Regions from separate parts of the Sus scrofa genome. Here regions 1 and 3 are each linked to region 2. A link is a contact called in public Hi-C and promoter capture Hi-C data. All regions are on one chromosome and are shown on one strand. The core of a region is the stretch at or near the end of the contact, and the rest is flanking DNA. Distances in the headings are between cores, read along the strand shown.

Region 1 (4,306 bases), core at 1,758-4,257, 490 kb after region 2:
ATTGCTGTGGCTGGGGTGTAGGCTGGTATCTACAGCTCCGATTCGACCCCTAGCCCTTAAAAAAAAAAAAAAAAAAGCTGGCTAGAGGCTTAATCAGAGCGAGAGGAGGTCTTGTTAAGACCCTGTTCTGTCCAGCTGAGCAGCGCTCCCCTCCCCGACTCATTCAGTGATTGCTGGGAGGTGGGGCAGCTGCCACTGACATACAGAAGATCCTGGGTGAGGGGTCCAATCAGAGCTGCAGCTGCCACACCACAGCCACAGCTGTGACCTATGCCACAGCTCACCGCTGTGCAGTATCTTCAATCCACCGTGCGAGGCCAGGAATCAAACCTGAATCCTCAAGGATATTAGTTGGGTTCTTAACCCTCTGAGCCACAAGAGGAATTCCTGACTGCTGTTTCTTTTCCTTTTTCTTTTTTTTTTTTTGCACCCGAGGCACATGGAGATTCCCAGGCTAGGGGTCGAATCAGAGCTGTAGCCGCCAGCCTATACCACAGCCACAGCAACACAGGATCCGAGCCTCATCTGTGACCTACACCACAGCTCATAGCAACGCTGGATCCTTAACCGACTGAGCAAGGTCAGAGATCAAACCTGCATCCTCAGGGATGCCAGTTGGGTTTGTTAACCACTGAGCCATGACGGGAACTCCTGCCTACTGTTTCTTAACTGCTTAATGAGGATGCCCACAAGTCACCCTCCACCTCTGCTGGCAGAAAGGAGCATCCAAAAACCTGATGAAGGAACTGTTAAAAGATAATTTTCAAGAAGTGAAATCATGACTCCTATACAGATACCAAATGAATGCATGTTAACATTCTGTTTAACTCAAAAGGGAACCGGGTGGATGTTACAACAGGCAGCCGAAACACAGTCACGCTTATAGGTCAGGAATACTGAACTGAATGTGCAGATGGAGGCAAAATGGTTTTTCCACAAGGGGCTGGGGGGGAACCTCTAAGACAAGCCAGAATTTATCAGTTACCTAGAATTTATAAAGTTGTAAAATAGCTTAAAGACAATGAAAGGCTAGAATCCAATAACCAGGAAGTCAGCGCTGCATGTAGACAATCTAGTTTTCTGCTGAAGCGCAGTTTTTTTCTGCAAAAGGAAGGTCATGAGTAGGGTGCATCCATGGTCTCTAAACTGCTGATCGTTCACGAGATTAGTGTGATTCACACACTATGAATGCACGATCCTTTCTGAATGCATGCAGGAAAGCACTTCTCAATGGCAAGAAGCCTGCAGCCTAAAATCAGCAGCTCTTAAGATGAAGGGCTGTAAAATTTTTTCCAGCTGGGTTTTGGCATCTGTATGACATGATGGGATCTGGAACATTCTAGAATGTGGGTGTTTGTGATGTGGGTCTGTAGCACTGACCTGTAGTTTTTCCTGGACATGGTTTGATACTGACTCTGCTGTGCAGCCCCAGACAGCTAAAACCATCTCTCTGATGTACAGCTTGTTTTGAATTGGGGTATTAACAGTAGCTATTTTGTCCATAGTCACTTCATCAATTATTATTTTTTTTTTTTTTTTTTCTTTTTGCCTTTTCTAGGGCCGCTCCCACGGCATATGGAGGTTCCCAGGCTAGGGGTCGAATCGGAGCTGTAGCCACCGGCCTATGCCAGAGCCACAGCAACGCGGGATCTAACCTACAACACAGCTCACGGCAATGCCAGATCCTTAACCCACTGAGCAAGGCCAGGGATTGAACCCACAACCTCATGGTTCCTAGTCGGATTCGTTAACCACTGTGCCACAACAGGAACTCCCAATTATTATTTTTTATGAATAGCTTTTCACCTTATGATAACTGTTTTGTAAAATGATAAAAGCCTTTCTTTGAAATTGTCTTACGGTCATCCTACCAACCTAGCCTTCTCGTCTCCTCCTTCCTGATCCCTTCTGTTCTCCTTTAACCTCACATCTCTACCACTTGTGCCCCTAGCAGAGCAGAGGCAGCATTTGGTTGCCCTGATGGGGCTGGCACATGCTGGGCGTGGCCTCGGGTAAGGCAGACTCTGGGGACAGGTGACAGACAGGAAGTCTCAAGGATCCCTGGCAACCTCATTCTGTCCTTTGTCCTGACTCTGTCTTTACTGAGGCTAGGTACTCAGATATAACTTGTAGGGGTGGCAGCATGGGAACCCCCCGGGAGCGGGGGTGACCCTCCCAACAGGTAGGAATTTGGACAGATGAAGAATTTCAGTCTCCTGACATAGTTTTCCCAGCAATTCCTTAGCCACATTGCTCCCTTTCTCGTTTTCCAAGCCATTTTCTTCTCTCAGCCTCACCCCAATCATGTGCGGTGGGCAGGCAGGAATGATTCCCATTTTGCATCTGGAGAAGTTGAGGACCCCATGGCAGGCATGAGAAGCTGATGCCCAAGGGCTAAATGCTAGCCCATGCTGCCCTCCAGTGGCCATGAATGGCACCTGCCTTTAGGAAGCGCAGGTCTGCTAAGATGCCAACAGCTTTCCAGTGTGGGTAGGGGAGTGTGTCTTCCCCTCAGGACACCTACAACACTTTATCAGCTCAGCCTCATCTCTGAGCATTAAACTGTATATGTTTAATTGTGGTAAGATGTACATAACATCAAATGTACCATCATCACTGTTTTTGTGGCATTAAATACATTCACACTGTTGTGCAACCACCACCCCATTCATCTCCAGACCACTTCTCTCTCTCTCTCTTTTTTTTTTTTTTTTGACTTTTAGGGCTGCACCTGCAGCACAGGGAAGTTCCCAGGCTAGGGGCTGACTTGGAGAGCAGCTGCCGGCCTACCCCACAGCCCATCACAATACCGGATCTTTAACTACTTAAGTGAGGCCAGGGATCAAACCTGCATCCTCATGGATACTAGCTGGATTCACTACCACTGATCTACAAGAGGAACTCCTCCAGACCACGTTTCATCTCGGAAACTCTGTACTTACTAAACAACTCCTCCCCGCCCCCAGCCCCTAACCAACCACTCTTCTATGATTTGAATGACTCTGACTCAAGTGGGATCACATGGTATTTTTCTTTTCGTGACTGGCTGACTTCACACTGCAGAAATCTCCCTAGAAGTGTCCTATTATGGAGTAATTTATAAATAAATATGCAGCCCAGAAGACAAAGGCATCTCCCAGAATTTCATCCAGACACCACTCCTCCAACCACGACCAACCAGCAATAGGCTGGGACATGAGGCATCACAGCACTAGATTGCTCTTTAATGACAGGATAAATCAAACCAAACCAAACTTGGCCAGCAAGAGAGAAAGTGGCCCCAACAGCTGGGCCTTGGAAGCTCCAACCTCACAGCTCCCTGGAGTCCGGTCCTGGAACACAGTGCCTCTGGGCCAGCAGCAGAGATGCCCAACACCCCCTGTCCTGGGGCCACGGCTGCTTTGCCACCAACCACAACTGCAGCGCCACATCCTGGATGGAAGTGAATCAAGCTCCGCATTCACAGGGCAACCCCTGCTTCCTGACCGCACATATCTGAAGCAAACCCTTTTCCTTTGTTTTTTGGCTTTTTACGGCCACATCTGTGGCATATGGAAGTTCCCAGGCTAGGGGTCCAATTGGAGCTGCAGCTGCCAGCCTACACCACAGCCCACAGCCACACCAGACCCAACCAAACTGCGTCTGCTACCTACATAGCAACTCAGGGCAACGCTGGATCCTTAGCCCACTGAGCGAGGCCAGGGATCGAACCCGCATCCTCATGGATACTACTCAGATTTGTTTCTGATGCACCACAACAGGAACTCCCACTAGTCGGATTCTTAACCTGCTGAGCCACAAGCGGAACACCAAACCCCTTCTTCCTGAAATCCTCCCCAAATCCCTCAATATCTGCCCAAGTTCTAAGAGCCACCTAATATCTGCTTCCTGTGATGCCCTGCTGTTCCCCATGCAGTGTGGCTCCCGTGCTGCAGCCTGCATGATGGACCCAGCTCTGGGAACTGCAGGCATGTCTCCAGTGGTCTCTAACTGATGGGCTTCAACAGGAGCCTGGAGGAATGTGGATAGCAGTGCCAGCTAAGAGCTGCCAGCCAGGAGTTCCCACTGCGGCGCAGTAGGTTAAATGTCCCACTGAAGTGGCTCAGGTCGTAGGAGAGGCACCAGTTCAATCTCCTGAGGCGCAGTGGGTTAAAGGATCCAGCATTGTTGCAGCTGCAGCTCGGATTCAATCCCTGACCCATCAATTGGCAGCATTCCTGGAGTGCTGGGATGCAGGCTCGTTTCCTGGCCCCAGTGGGGGCAAAGGATCCATACATTGAGAGTTCCCATTGTGATTCAGTGGTTA
Region 2 (4,558 bases), core at 1,324-3,823:
CAAAGATATCTTCCAATTACAAAATGTGCTATTTGGACTGGGTCACTTTGCTGTACAGCAGAAATTGACAGAACACTGCAAAGGAATTATACTTTAATAAAACACAACAAAAACACAATGTTCTATTTGTCCCTTGAGATGTGCTTAAGACAAAGGACACCATTTAGAGTTTGAATCGACATTAACTCAATTCGACATTTTCATTTCTCCCAAAGGCAGTATTATTTTGAAAGACGCATTTCCTTGGAGTTCCCTTCATGGTGCAGCAGAAATGAATATGACTAGGAACCATGAGGTTGCGGGTTCGATCCCTGGCTTTGCTCAGTGGGTTAAGGATCCAGCATTGCCCTGAGTTGTGGTGTGGGTCACAGACCTGGCTCAGATCCCATGCTGCTGTTGCTGTGGTGTAGGCTGGCGGCTACAGCTCCAGATTAGACCACTAGCCTGGGAACTCCATATGCCGTGGGTGTAGCCCTAAAAAACCAAAAACACACACACAAAAAAGAAGCATTTCCTTGATGGAATGCAAGTTATATTTTTTTGAATTGTCCTTTGATTGAAGATGTATCTCCTTGGGAGAACAGGTAAAGGGGGCAATTTTATATCAGGTAAGTGTCTGTCATACTAAAAGCAAAAAGACTATTTACAGAATATTTGAGGTTAAATCTTACATCTCTGGTGTCCATTTAGCTATAAAGTGCGGGAGTGGGCTAGCTGTTCTTTAAGCAGCTTACCTGTTCTGAAAAACTAAAGCAATCCTCAGTTTCTGAACCCTACATTCATTTTTGTTCTTCTCATTTTCTTCTTCTTTAATGTCAGAAACTTATGTCCCTTTGAAACAAGTGAGAAAAAAACAAAGAAAGGACAAGATGCTCAAGAAACTTATCATTTGAGTCATTCCAACTGTAAACCAAACTTTTTTGCAGGGAGCAGCATGAAGGGTCCTGAATGATTCACTCACACCTGTGGCAGGCGCCAATAAACGCCTCTGGCAGAGATTGTGAATTCTCTAGCACAAAATTACTGCTAAGCACTCTGTCTAGCACATGGCAGACCTCCTAAATGTTTGTTGATTGAAAAATACCTAGCTGACACCTGTTGCCCTCTATAAAATCTTTCGATTGCTCTCCCTACTCAAGCCACAAATCCAAGAAAGATGGCTGGCCCGTAAGAACTATACAAAATACCTCCTGAACGAAATCAATTCTTCAAATCCTCAATCATGCTAAGTGGGGAAAAAAACACCTTGAGAGAAATGCTTGAACCACCACCAGCAAAAACTTCAAAGTCAAAATTTCAACATTAAGGGAATGTTAAGGGAGTGCATCCATTTCTTGGTCTCTTCAAGCGCTGACAAGCACCCTCAAAGGAGCTTGATGAAAAAAACAAAAACAAAACCCACCTTCTGTTGTTCTATTCCGGTAACACTCGGCTCTCCACGCCCTACTCCCGACACATAAACCTTCAAGGTGGATGTCACTCGAGCCAGAACTGAACAATGAACACGAGGAGGACAAAACCAAAAAGACATCTCCCCACCTTCACAAGGATCACCACAGAACCGCAAACTCTGAGAAAACCAAATTAAACGCGAACCTAATAGAACTGACTATTCCGGCTTGAAACAGAGTATGTTTCCTACAGCTTGTGGAGGCAAACAAAACTCCGAAAAGCAAAGTCGAACGGTCCATTTCTCCCCTCCCTTCCCAGGAATGCAGCTACTTTACATATCACACCCCTCCCCCCTCGACCCCGGCAATCACTCTGCGAGACCCTTCCCCGGTGATCGGATCGTTGGGTGCGCCTCGGGGAGAAAGGCTGGCCGCTAGGCTTTCGGTTGTTCCGGCAGGGTCCCCGGGAGACCAGCCTGCCAGAGCGCTCAGTAAAATTAAAAGAGGAAAAACCCAGACTCGCCCACCGTGGCGGATGACGCAAAGCGGTGGGGGATTTTAGCATGCCCAGAAATGACTCGATTTCCTCTTGCTCTTCTCCGGGGCCAGATTTGCCTCCTGGGTCCGCGCATTCCCTCCCCCCACCCCCCGCCCCCGCCAAGTGGTGTGTCGCTCCTAGTCGGAGCACATGAACTTTAAAATGGTGCTTTGCACAGGGGACCGACAGGGAAAAGAGGAGTCGGGTCAAAGGCGCCTGGGGCGGGCTAGCGGGCGCCAGGAAAAGAGGTCCTAGTGGCGGGTGGGGCGCCCCGGATGACGCGCACGCCGGTAGGGAGTAGGGAGTGGAAGGAAGAGCACCAGGCAAAAGTGCAGGGAGAAATGGAACGTGGCCCCTTTAAGAGGCCTTCACCGAGCTCAGGAACCGGGGGCCTCTCCTTCACCCCCGGCCCGGCGTGTGGGGCCCTTCCTCAGGGAGAACCATCCCCAGACCCGCTCCCCCGAGGCTTTCCTCACGCCAGGTCCCGCCCGGCCCAGCCCCGGGGCGGCGGCTCCTCCTTACCCCGCTGTCTGCCGCCTCCTCCCAGCTCTCAGCGACCTCCTCATCTTCCATCTTACTCGCCGCTTTCCCTCCTCCCCCACCCCCTCCCCGCGCCTGCGTCCTGAAGCGCGCCTTGGTCGCGGGCGCCGGCACGCAGGGCTTTGCTCAATGAACCCCGCCCCCTGTCAAGCCCGGAAGAGGCTCCAGGCCAAGGCCCAGGAACGTCAAGGAAGCCATCTTGGAAAAGGGAAAGCATAAAGTTGCCATTTTTCTTAAGGGCAATGTGTCATTTCTCTTGCCGAATGGGAGTCCCTGTGAAGTCATCCTCTTTAGTATGGGAAGTGTGTTCTTTAGAACCATCTTTTCCAAGGGCAGGAAATTACTCTTTTTTTTCTTTTAAGGTGTAGTTTCCTAAGCTGCAGATTATGGTTTTTTCCAAAATTTTGAAAACATATGTATACCTCGACAAAGTGAAATAGCGGACATAACACTGTCCAGTTTAAACTGGTTTTGACTCCTTAAATAGGTTGTTGATTAATCAGACTTTGAGGTATTTTATAGAGGCAGCACTGCTCATGTGCGAGATGGGAACTCTTGTTTCCAGGAGGACCCCGGAACTAAGAATCTTCAGTTTAGGGAACTCAAATAGAAATGTTGCCCCCGGAATCCTTTACCAGGCGTAGCAAGAAGTCTTTTGTGGAGGAAAATCCGGTTTCCAGCCCCCCACCGTACCTTGCTTACCATATATGGACTGCTTTGAAAACTAGCCAATCAACTTGTGCCAACTTTGAAATTTCCCTAACCCTTAAATTTTGCCCCAAACCCTGGCTGGGACGGGGGAGACAGATTTGAGCCCTGCCTCCTGCCTCCTTATTGCTACCTCGCAATAAAGCTCTTTCTTTTCTCAAAAGTTGGTGCCGTAGTATTGGCTTCTAAGGGCGCCAGGCAGTGAACATGGTCCGTTCTGGTAAGAATTTCTGGCGACGGTGAAGGGACCAAGGTCTTGCGATCGCCTGTCTGAGGCACTGTAGCCCCCGGCTGGGTGTAGGCCCTCGCCACCGACCCTGAGTGGCCACCTAGACTGAATTTGTCTAGAGGCTTGGCTGTCGGGTTCCTGCTTCCCGCCGCTGCGGCGCTCCAGGCTTCTCTACGTTACTCACTTTTGGGGAAAGAAACAGCTCCTGGATCTTTTGGGTGAGTAACCTCGTTTAACTGCGCTTGTGCCTAAATTGTTTAATATAATTTCACCAGGATTGTGGGTTAGACTCACAATCCCTATACTGTCTAAGGGAGACAGTATAAAAGGTTACAGCGGCTGAGGTACTCAAAAGATCGGGTTTAGAGTCCCAGGCCTTTGGATTTGTCTAACTATTTTGTTTATTAGGAATTGGGGTTAACTATTGGATGACCACAGCCACACTTCTAATATATCTGTTTTATGTCATTTTGCTGTGGTCATCCTGAGAAAAAAACCCTTTCAAAATGGGGAATTATGACAGTATACCTGACGGCAGTCCCTTGAAAAGTGTTCTTCAAGGTTGGTCACTGTATAGCTCTAAGTCTATGAAAAAGAAGAAAATGATTTCCTTTTGTAACCATGTCTGGCCCAAATATCAATTGGAATCTGGGGAAAAATGGCCCAAGAATGGGTCTTTGAACTATAATACTATTACACAGTTGGACTCATTTTGTAAGAGAGAGAAAAAATGGGGCGAAATTCCATATGTAGAATCATTTATGTCTTTATATAAGAGGATAAATTTGCATATGACCTTTAAAATGATGGTTCAGAAGGTTGAACCTCAGAAAAAGCCCGTTTTACCCGAGTCAAAGCCTGAAGGTGTTCCAGTACTGCCTCTGCGGGCGCCTGGTGCGGTAGCCCATCCCTCAGCACCACCTCTTCCCATAGCCCCTCTCTCCGCACCTCTTCCGGTAGCCCCTCCCTCAGCACCTCTTGAAGTTCCCGTGACTTCTGACGGGGCTCTTCCTGCAGGCGGTGCTAAGGCTTCTACCAGTCCTCCTAGGGTGGCTGATTCAGCTCTTTCCAGATGGTCGCCCTTACCAGATGGTCATAAAGGAATGGTCTCCCCTCCCTGTACCCTCCAGGGTACTCAATCTGGCCCGGGGG
Region 3 (4,228 bases), core at 196-2,695, 440 kb after region 2:
AATATATATATATATATATATATATATATATTCTGGGAAGAAGCTTTTTAAAAGATCTACATCTTCTAGTCTAAGCTTGCATTTTTAAAACCACTGATTAAGGGATTCTGGGCGGGAGGGAAACGCCGTCCTTTTAAAGAAGGCTCCTCGCAGTGAACGCCGGCGCGGCAGCGGCAGCGGAGACCGCGAGGCTGGCGAGCGCCGGCGAGGCGGGGACCCTGCTGCAGGAGGTGGCTCTTCCAGCGCAAACACTCAGTCCCCACCAGCCTCCTGGCCCAGAGACCCCAGCGGGCTGGAGGAAGGCAGGCGAAAGAGCCCAAACAGACGCACCAACTTATTTTCAGACACCATCCTCCACCCAACCCCGCAAAAACAAGGGTAAAAACCAAAACGCTGGCGTTGGCCGTTTCCAATTAGTTTCTAGGTCTGTAAACCTTCCGTGAGAGATCCCTAGAGTCCAGTAGTGTCTCAGCACTTCCGAGATGTCCCTGCATCACCTACCCAGACTTCTGTTTTTGCATAACCTTTCCTCTCACACAAAACCCTCTCTAGGTCAGACATGTCCACGCGTCCGCAGGGCGAGGAGCGGGAGTTGCTGCGGGACTCCGGAGTTGCCCGGCCCGGGGCGGGGTAGGGGTTCGGGTCCCAGCCCGCCGGCGGCTCGGTTCCACAGTGTTGGCCGGGCCGGCGCGGGCAGCCGCTTGGAGCCCGGGCAGCGGCGCGCAAGGACGCGACCCCACCGCCGCCTCGCCAGCCTGAGGGCACCCTCCCGGAGCCGGCTTCGCAGAGGCCGAGCCACAGCCGCCTCCTTATCGGGAAGGGGGACGGAGGCAGCCGGGCCCGCTCTGCCGCCGCCGAGGCCCAACGCCGCGACGCGGGCCGAGCGGCGTCCAGGCAGCCGCGCGCTCCCCGCACCGGTCCGTGGGTCTGGCCCGGGTCCCCTCACCAGTTCCGCGCACGGGGAGGGGCGGGCAACGGGCCGGAGGGGCATTAGCGTCCGAGGAGAGAGCGCGGCCCGGGGCCTCGTGTCACTCACCGTTTGAAGTGCTCGATGATCTTCTCTTCCCGCACATTCTCTGGTAAGTTGCCCACCCAGAGGTGTCTGGTTTCCCGGACCATGCTGGGCGGTGTGCCGGCGACCGCTGGTGCGGGTTCCCCCTCGCCGGCTTCGTACGAGCCCGTCAGCGCCGGGAGGCGGGCGCCGAGGCGGCGGCGGCGGCGGCTGCGGCGGTGGCGTCGGCAGCGGCGGCGGCTCCTCCGGCTCCCCCCCGTGCAGAGACCATCCCTCTCCCCCAGGTTCTGACTCTCGGGCCTCGCAGCTCGGCTCTGCCGCCACCACACACCCGAAGCCGACCCTCGCGCTCCGGCGGCGCATGCGCCCGGGCCGCGGCGGGCGGGGGAGCGGGGAGGAGGGGCGAGCGGGACCCAGGCGGCAGCGACTACGACGGAGCTGGCGCTGTGGCAGCCGGACGCTTCCCACCGGCGCGCGCGGCCCGCCCCCCTCACCGCGGGCGCGCGCGCGTCGGCCCGACCGCCGGCTGAGGCCGAGTCACCGAGTTCCTCCCAGCCGGCGCGCAGGCGCGCGGAAGAGGGAGGAACGCAGAGCCAGGAAGGAACGCTCGCGCGCTTGGTCCCGGTGCGCAGGCGCGCAGCCGTGCGGGGAGCCGGCCGCGGGGCGGGCACTCCGTCAGGCTTGGGGCGCCGCGCGTGCGGAGGCCGAGACAGCCTCCAGACCCTGGAGCAGGGGTCCCAGGCGCCGGCCTGGGGGAAGAAAAGAGAGAAAGAGGGTTGGTATCAAAGCGGCTGTCAAGGCTACTCCTAGGAGAAGCCAGAACCCATTCCCCTGGTCACCCTTTGGCCAGCTTCTGGCCATTTCCGGGCATTTGGATCTGCGCCTGCTTGGGAAAGTGTCAGAACAAGGCCGGCCTTTTTCACCGCCCAGCTAAGCTGTGACGGCTTCAGAAACCCATCCCTCCCAAGAATCATTAGCTTGTAACATTAAGCAACTTTATTTTATATAGGATCTTGCGAAACCGTTTGCAAGATCTCTTTGTTGATCGCTACGGTATACCAGGAATAGAACTGAAATGAGACGGTTACATGTCCGATAGTGTTACTCTCAGCGGATTTACTATAATTTAATATCTAAGTGGAGGAGCAAGTTAGACCTCCTCCAAGCCTTTCCAGGCCTAAGGGCTTTTACATTTTAAAGCCTACAGTTAAACTTTTTAGTTTACAGAATCCCGGGGAAAACTCACAAAATTAAGGAAACGGTATTGAGTCCAGAAAAACGGAGCTGTTTAGAACAGTCAGCAACTCAATTTTCTTTTCCATTTTTAATCTATAGAAATAAAACATCAGAAGTATAGTGCTTCAGGTAAAGACCAGATTTTAAATATTCAATTTCATTCATTGTGCTTTTAAATACAAGCCAACTTATCATCAAACCACTATTGTGAATTGGAAAATATGGCCAGCCTAATAAACGGCACTAATACCAGAGGTCTCCTGTGCATAATTGTTTCTTTTATTCCATAGATGGTAAAGCTCTAAGTATTTTTTTTTTCCACCATATAGTCTAACATAAGATTTTTTTTTGTCTTTTTGCCTTTTCTAGGGCCTCTCCCGCGCCATATGGAGGTTCCCAGGCTAGGGGTCCAATCGGAGTTATAGCCACCGGCCTACGCCAGAGCTACTGCAGCGCGAGATCTGAGCCGAGTCTGTGACCTACATCACAGCTCACCGCAACGCTGGATCGTTAATCCACTGAGTAAGGCCAGGGATTGAACCCACAACCCCATGGTTTCTAGTCGGATTCGATAACCACTGTGCCACAACAGAAACTCCTAACATAAGATTCGTAATCACTTGTCAAAGAGAGTATAAAACTGAGAGTCATGTCAACTTCCCATGTTTGGTTTCATAGTTTATACTGTACTTAAACTTGATCTCAGCAGGTGCAATCAAGACCATTTCTCTTCCCTACTCTCTCAGGATGTCAGAAGGCTAAGCAAGCCCCTGTCTTACACATTTGCAACAAATATAGTACAAAGATGTGCAGAGCTCAGGGGATAACCTTACCATCTATTGAAATTATTTTTGGAATTCTGACAATTTACCTCTAAACATTCTAGATTCTGAGCCAGGTAATTTAACTGTTTGGTTTTTTGTGTTTGTTTGCTATTTTTCTGGCTTATGTTTATATTATCATTCAATACACATTTTTTTTTAATGGGGTGGAGTCAGTAAGAGGGAGAAACAGAAAGAGGTGGTCCAGAAAAGTTAGAAACAGGAGTTCCTGTTGTGGCTCAGTGGTAAATGAATCCAACTAGTATCCATGAGGACAGGGGTTCAATCCCTGGCCTTGCTGAGTGGGTTAAAGATCCGGAGTTGCTGCGAGCTGTGGTGTAGGTGGTGTAGGTCGCAGGCTCAGATTTGGCATTACTGTGGCTGTGGCCAGCAGCTACAGTTCTAACCCCTAGCCTGGGAACTTTCACAAGCCGCAGGTGAGGCCCTAAAAAGAAAAAAAAAAGTTAGAGACAGAAAGAGCACTACCACAAACTACCACAATAGTGGCACTCATTCATAATTCAGTTAAAGTTTTTAAGTACCACCCCAGAGGTTAAATTTGTCTTTATGTAAATCAGAGTCATTAAATGATATGGAAATTTTTGCTCTTGAAAATAGTGTGGAATTGATTCCCCTGAAAAAGTAAAAGCAAATAAAACTATATTCAGATGTAGCATTAGCCATTGACATTTGGCCATTTCTTAGTCACAACTATCTCATACAGAGTATCAGGCCAGCACACTGTTATTTAAACTCACGAACTATATAGTTCTATGTATGTGGGTGCAGTTAGTATTGAACTGACCAACATTTTTCCACAAAGCATGAATTTCAATATTAGCAACCACAAAAATAGACTTTTTTTTTTTTTTTTAGACCACACTCTTGGCACGTAGAAGTTACTGGGCCAGGGATCAAGCCTGCACCACAGCAACAACCTCAGCCACTGCAGTGACAACACAGGATTCTTAACCTGCTTCAACATAAGGAAACTCTGAAACAGATTTCAAAATATCATGTAAACTACTCATTTAAAACTGAATAGACCCTGAATTAATTGGATCTTCTCCGTGTTACCAGGAAGAACAGAAGTGGCTCAGCTCATCACGTTAAAACTAGCCACAAAGAGAATTCAAAAAACAGCAGCTTTCAATTAGAG

Evidence for each region. Promoter capture Hi-C pulls out the DNA fragments that hold promoters and counts their contacts. A called contact is a pair of places that touch in the nucleus more often than the background predicts.
Region 1: a Hi-C map of embryonic fibroblasts shows a contact between it and region 2, with 1.8 times the contacts expected there. The contact joins the enhancer-like site here to the promoter of SZRD1 in region 2. A contact is called at or near these places in 2 of 5 promoter capture datasets (fetal skeletal muscle and liver), 3 of 47 Hi-C or Micro-C datasets (alveolar macrophages, embryonic fibroblasts and retroperitoneal adipose tissue) and 2 of 2 datasets of contacts at active chromatin or transcription factors (alveolar macrophages and skeletal muscle).
Region 3: a contact with region 2 is called in a promoter capture Hi-C map of liver, with 4 times the contacts expected there. The contact joins the promoter of SPEN here to the promoter of SZRD1 in region 2. A contact is called at or near these places in 2 of 5 promoter capture datasets (fetal liver and liver), 3 of 47 Hi-C or Micro-C datasets (heart right ventricle and liver) and 1 of 2 datasets of contacts at active chromatin or transcription factors (alveolar macrophages).

The regions. Positions count from the first base shown.
Region 1 is chr6:74,963,067-74,967,372 of Sscrofa11.1, reverse strand. It overlaps FBLIM1 (filamin-binding LIM protein 1), which reads right to left. Exons shown (of 9, transcript XM_005656021.3): 9 at 3,207-4,306. Among named protein-coding and RNA genes, the nearest start is that of FBLIM1, 35 kb to the right of the region's middle. Within about 2 kb of position 3,007, at least 16 of the 83 cell types and tissues checked have an H3K27ac peak or open chromatin away from gene starts, as enhancers often do. A contact at or near this core is called in alveolar macrophages, embryonic fibroblasts and retroperitoneal adipose tissue, where this site is marked.
Region 2 is chr6:75,457,139-75,461,696 of Sscrofa11.1, reverse strand. It overlaps SZRD1 (SUZ domain-containing protein 1), which reads right to left and starts at 2,573. Exons shown (of 4, transcript XM_005665044.3): 1 at 2,452-2,573. The coding sequence starts at 2,502. It overlaps LOC100522143 (a long non-coding RNA gene), which reads left to right and starts at 2,740. Exons shown (of 2, transcript XR_303959.3): 1 at 2,740-3,624. It overlaps LOC110255192 (a long non-coding RNA gene), which reads right to left and starts at 1,995. Exons shown (of 2, transcript XR_002344914.1): 1 at 1,919-1,995.
Region 3 is chr6:75,012,782-75,017,009 of Sscrofa11.1, reverse strand. It overlaps SPEN (msx2-interacting protein), which reads right to left and starts at 1,445. Exons shown (of 16, transcript XM_021095393.1): 1 at 1,037-1,445. The coding sequence starts at 1,119.